Linked DNA regions of Anser cygnoides: region 1 is linked to region 2. A link is a contact called in public Hi-C data. All regions are on one chromosome and are shown on one strand. Each heading gives the region's core, a stretch centred on a gene start, on an enhancer-like site or on the middle of the called end of the contact. The rest is flanking DNA. Distances are from core to core; before and after follow the strand shown. Region 1 overlaps ADK (adenosine kinase). Region 2 holds the start of COMTD1 (catechol-O-methyltransferase domain containing 1).

The links. Hi-C and Micro-C count contacts between places; a contact is called where the count stands out from the background.
Region 1: a Hi-C map of granulosa cells shows a contact between it and region 2, with 3 times the contacts expected there. The contact joins the enhancer-like site here to the promoter of COMTD1 in region 2. A contact is called at or near these places in 2 of 7 Hi-C or Micro-C datasets (granulosa cells and liver).

What each region holds. Positions count from the first base shown.
Region 1 is chr7:37,214,203-37,216,916 of Taihu_goose_T2T_genome, reverse strand. All of the region lies in intron 3 of ADK (adenosine kinase), which reads left to right. Among named protein-coding and RNA genes, the nearest start is that of ADK, 48 kb to the left of the region's middle. Within about 2 kb of position 1,351, at least 2 of the 3 cell types and tissues checked have open chromatin away from gene starts, as enhancers often do.
Region 2 is chr7:36,657,130-36,659,999 of Taihu_goose_T2T_genome, reverse strand. COMTD1 (catechol-O-methyltransferase domain containing 1) reads right to left here and starts at 1,252. Exons shown (of 7, transcript XM_048059991.2): 1 at 989-1,252; 2 at 74-207. The coding sequence starts at 1,070.

The DNA.
Region 1 (2,714 bases), core at 102-2,601, 560 kb before region 2:
TTCTTTGACTCACAATTCTAATGTGGCTTTGGGGAGTTCAGAATTGCTTTTTAGGAATGGCTGCAAATTTATGGTGTTCTGGGGGGAGTGAATTGTTCTTCATTGCCTCCTGGTAAGCCGGAGACCATGAGTTGAAGGCAGTGTGTTATCATCATTTTCAAACTGGAGTGATCAAAGGTGTACATCATTTATTTATGATGACCAATTCTTTGTACTTACAAGTAGGCTTTATGTCTGATCTTTCCTGTTATGAGCAATAATGTTACAAAATCTGGCTGTTTGGTTACTTTACAAAAGTTTTCCTTTGCACCAAATCTTCTCTAAGTACATGAAGTGGTGGAGAGCTTAGTTCAGTAAGCTAAACAGTGGAGAAAAAACAGCAAAGAGGGAGTTGGATAAATTGCAGAACAAGGCGGGCTTGCAGGATGAAACACAGAACTAATGCCTATAAGTAAACAGTGCAGAAAGAAGAGTGGAGAGGGAGTTGGATAGATTACTGGATGGATAGGGGTGGGATGGGAAAAAAACGAAAAGGGTTTTCAACTGAGAAGACAAAACAGTATAGGACTGGCAGGAAAAATCCATGTGCAAAGAGTGTGATTCTGTATTTGCTAGAGTGAGGTTCTGTGCACCTCTCCACCCCTATAGGCAATAATGCAGGCCAGGCAGAATAGCCTGCTGTGGGAGGAAAATACGGAGACCTGAGCTGTTTGTTTTTTTTAGTATGATGGAAAATATCACTTAGAGTTGACTGTCTGATCTAATCAGGACATCTAGGAGACTTAGCAGTGTAAGTATGTATGCCCAGTATGGATATGTGGCTTTACATTTGTAAGGAGATGAGTGTGTTTTGGTGTAAAGCTGATTTTTCTTACTGATCATGAATAACTTTGCAGATCTGCCGGGAAATATCTCATCTACTTATCTACATACTTACACAGCTCAGTAATCATTGTATATGGGAGTCTCAGACATTTTAAATCGATTTGTTCTCGCAGCTTTCTGTTAGATCAGATTGTAATTTTATGGATTTGTGGCCAAAGCAAACAGGGAACGTAGCTGGCTGCAAATTGCATGGGAAACTTGCTGCAAAATCAGAAGCTGCATGCCTTGACCATGGAGCCATCTGCTTATTCTGAGCAGGGTCTCCTGCCCTAATACTGTGCTGGCTGTATGATCAGATGACCTTGCTTTACAAGCGGCGGAAACAGAAACTGACACAGACTGCTGCTCCTGTCCCCAGCCCAGTGATTGCAGATGGAGTGCAGCTGCTGCGAGGGATCCAGCCCTACCTTCTGGTCACATGAGTCAGCTGGTGCAGTTGCAGCTGCAGATGCCAGTGTCTCTGCTGAGCAGCTGAAACCAATAGATATTATTCAAGCTGGTGCAGGAGCATGTGGGAGGTGGCGGAGATGAACTCCCTGTGCCAGTTCAGCATCTTTGGCACCCTGCCCCTGCATCCTGGCCTGGCCGTGTCTCTCACTGATGTAGCTGGCTCTGGCTGGGAGGGGGGAAACAACAGAGCTCTTAAGGAACAGCAGCACAGACCACAGGAATACAAGGATATTACTTCATTTCAGTTGTTAATTCCTCAGGTAGAAGCTAACAAAACTGAATAGACACATTCTCCTATCCTGCTTGTTCTAGATTTATTATGGATGTAGGATGTGTGCAGGTCTCACACTGGCCTATCAAAGATAGGATCATAGTCTTCCACTTTTTTGGAAAAACTACTTTGGGAAATTAAGTATTAGTGCAGAAATGTGTTGAGTGCTGTAAATTGAAAGTGAGTATTTAAACGAGAGTATTAGCTACTGTAGTTGCCTGTCCTTTTAAACTGTAGTGACAAGTTACTTTATAATTTTGGTGAAAGCTGAGATGGGCTATGATCATTTGCTTCTGAATTCACTTATCACCTACTTGAAAAAAAGTTATTTATCTTAAGCTAATGTTACTAGTGTTCAGCAACAGTGAAACGTCTGTATGCAACAGTGAATAAGCCCACCGTTCACCTCTGTTGACAGAATTCTGCATGGATTTCTGATTTCTAAACAAAACTAATGGTGTTGGACTGTAATCCTAGCTGCAGCTATGGGAATATTCTGAAATAGCTTTCTTAAAGCTTTCTAGCACGTTAAATATTGAACTTCACAATGAAGACAAAGTCATGCCATCCTAGTTGTCCAAATGCACTTGTGAATGGTTGGTATAATTTATGGGAGCCTTTCCTAAATTGGAAGGTTGCGCCTGTGTCAGTGGTTGGACACTGAACTTCTAAATAGTATGACTTTAATTATTGTTTTTTCTCTATGCTGAGAAAAACACTCTGCAAACATCTTTAAAACCAGTTATTTCTTTCCCTATTCCTGGCATATTGGTTATTGTAGATGACAATTCCTGTACAGCAGCCTTTTTTTCATTTTATTTTTGTTAATGAGATTTTTTTTGGCTCTGCCACAGCTGCTTACCATGAGGTCACCACTTCGGTACTTGAAAATCTGAAATAATCACTTTTCTAAGGAAATGGGATATAACCAAATGGGTAGGAGGGAGAAACTGAACTGAAAGACGGGAATAAGAAGAAAAAAAAAAAAAAAGAGGAACAGGCCTATAATATACAGAGAACAGATTTTAAAAATAAAAATGTATACTGAGAAGACACTGAATTATTTTCTACTTGAAATGCAACACAAAGCTGATGCTTATGCTCCTAG
Region 2 (2,870 bases), core at 3-2,502:
ATGGATGAGACCAAAAGGGCCTAGTGGAACAGTAACTAAACAGAAAACGTAGGGTGGGAGATAAAATACTGACCAGTCGCAGCTTCTTTAGAATTGGGTGTTCCCGCAAAGAGTGATCCAGTATGTATTGCCACAGAGGACTGCTTTTTCCAATAATACTCCTGGGTGATTTGGGTATCCCAAAAACTAAGGATGGGTATCTTTTACCTGCAAAAAATAAGGGACAACTTTAAGCTCCGCTGATGAAATTTTGCGATTCTCAATTATAGGCTGCTTAAATAAATAAAATACATAAAAAGAAATTATAGGTTGCTTAAAGTACCTTTTGGTACTACTAAAACTTAAAGGGCTCTTTGCTCTGAAAGATCCAGTGAATAATGATGATGCAAAGTAGCTGGACAGCTCAGTGGACTATATATATATATTTTTTTTAACCTCTAAACTGCATAGCTGAAGTCTGCAAAAACTGAAAGTGAAAGGCTGGGGTACTGTGATGTTCCTTAGATGATGTGAAGGTTCCCGTTGTATTCTTGCAGGATAAGTAACTGCATCAAAACTCATGGCTGAACGAGGCCTGAGGCTGCGAATGGCGGTTGTGCAGCACACTGATGCCTTTCCTTACCCTGGGGACCTCGCTGTGGAGATGACAGCAGCTGGTGCCCTTTAGGGCCATCGGCAGAGGGATCGCCCCGGGGCAGCGGGCGGCTCCCAGCCGAGGCACCCAGCGCTGCTCCGTGCCTCGTTCGGGTGAGGGGGGCAGCGCTGGAAGCTACCTCTGCAGACATAACCCTGAAGGGTCAAATACAAACCTGATCCCGGCTTTGACGTCCGCGGCTCCTTCTCCCCAACAGTTCAACAAAATAAAACCAAACCAAGCCCCAGCCCGCCACCCCCTGCCAGCAGCCTGCCGTTAAAGCGCGTCGCTCCCCGGCAGCGGCTGCTGCGCGGCCATGTCCTGCCCGCGGGTGCTGGCGGGGTCGCCACTTACCTGCCAGCAGCCCCGTGGCGAAGGCGACCCCCAGCATGGCCGTCCCCACGGCCACCTCCTTGGGCACGCTGAAGAGCGGCATCGCGGAGCGGCGGCGGCGGCTAGCGGCGCGGCCTGGGCTGTCACAGGCACAGAGGGGCACGGGGCGGGGCGGAGCTGCCCGCCATGTGGTGGGGCCGGGCCTCCTCCTGCTGCTGCTGCTCCTCCTCCTGCTGCTCCTCCTCCTGCTGCTGCTGCTCCTCCTCCTGCTGCTGCTGCTCCTCCTCCTGTTGCTCCTGCTCCTCCTCCTGCCCGCCGGGCGGCGGCTGCCCACGCTACCGGCGTGGGGATCTTTGCGTACTTTACGCCATCTGCGCAGCGAGGGTGGGAACGGTGAGGGAGGCCGCGTCCACCCCGTGAGGGCGCTGGGCGGCTGAGAGGAGGGAGCTGTGCCCTCGCTTCCTCTGAGCCTGGCTCGGCTGCCGTCTTCGTGTTAAAGCATGCCTGAGCTGGTGGTGGGCTGTGGTGGAGGAGCTCCTAGCAGTCATGTCCTCGCTGGGGCTGCCCCCGGCCCTGGAGGTGTGCCTTCACCTTCTCCGGCATCGGTGGACTCGCAGCTGAGGTGTGAGCAGGTTCCCGGTCACAAAGCACGTTAGGTTGTGGGGCTTGAACCCTGTGCCCAAAAGACCTGATGGTTCCCGGTGAAAAGGACCGAGCCAAGGTGTGGGGAAAGAGAGAAAACGGCCCCTGTTTTCCCCTGCTGTCACTTCAGCTCCTACTGCTGCCTTGGTTGTTCAAACATCTCCCTCCTGCCCTGGTCACTGTCTGAGGAAATTGACCAACGGTGACTGTGCTATCTCGTTTTCTTAGAAATCAGGGTAAAAAGTGTTTCTGTGTGTTTGTTTCATTACAGAATTCATAGATATATGCTGAAAGGACCCTGCAGGGCCATTTGGAGGAGGGAGTTGGTTGTCATTTTGTGAAGTCTTGGCAGTGCCTTGATTTTGCAAAACCCCAGCAAGATGCAAAGGTCTGTTATTCTGTTGCTCTAGGTGAAAAGAAATTGACGACCTTGGACACAGACCAGAACTATGCGGGCATGGAGCTGGCTGCAAATTGGCATCTGCAGATGTAGGATGAAAGCAGGTACAGCTTCCCTTTTGGCACATAGTTAATCTCTATAAAGCCAGATGAACTGTGCATCAGTTGGTTAGGACGATAACTTTTCAACTGTGTTCCTAAACTAGCAAAACTGTCTAGTGTCAATGCATTTAGCTGAAAAGGATTCTCTTTAAGTACATCTTAAGTGCAGGATTAAGTATATCAGCCAAGGCAGAAGCTGTATTTATGGGACATGGTTTTGCCTATCACTGCATTTTTACTGTGTGCTAGACCTTATTTACAAAGGCTTGAGCGCAGAGCTCTTGTATTTCTCTTGCAGCAGCTAATCATGTCAAGCACTAAGGAGTCTGCTGTGCTTTCTGACTTGCAGAACAAAGCGAGAAATCTGATCTGTCTTGGCAGATAAAATATTTCTCAGTTCACTTTTGAAATGTATTTGATTTTGAAGGCTGTGAATGTTGTTGGTTTCTTTTTTTTTTTTCCTTCAGTATCTCATCATTTTCTCTGTGTACATTTTGCTTTTGTAAATGAAAGCATTTCATCCCATCTTTCAGAAGATGAGTTATCAGGTCGCACTGGAATATGTCAGTTTTAGGCCAAATAGAACTGTAGGAGACGACAAACTCTTTTAGTGGCTATAAATCAGATTTGTGACTATGCAGCTCCATCTAGTGATTTTTCTCTATAACTGCAGTAGAAGGGAGAGAGCAACTAGGGGATTCTCTCTGCCTTTTTCACAAATGCTCTGAACCTATATGCTTCCTGTGAATACCTTCGAATG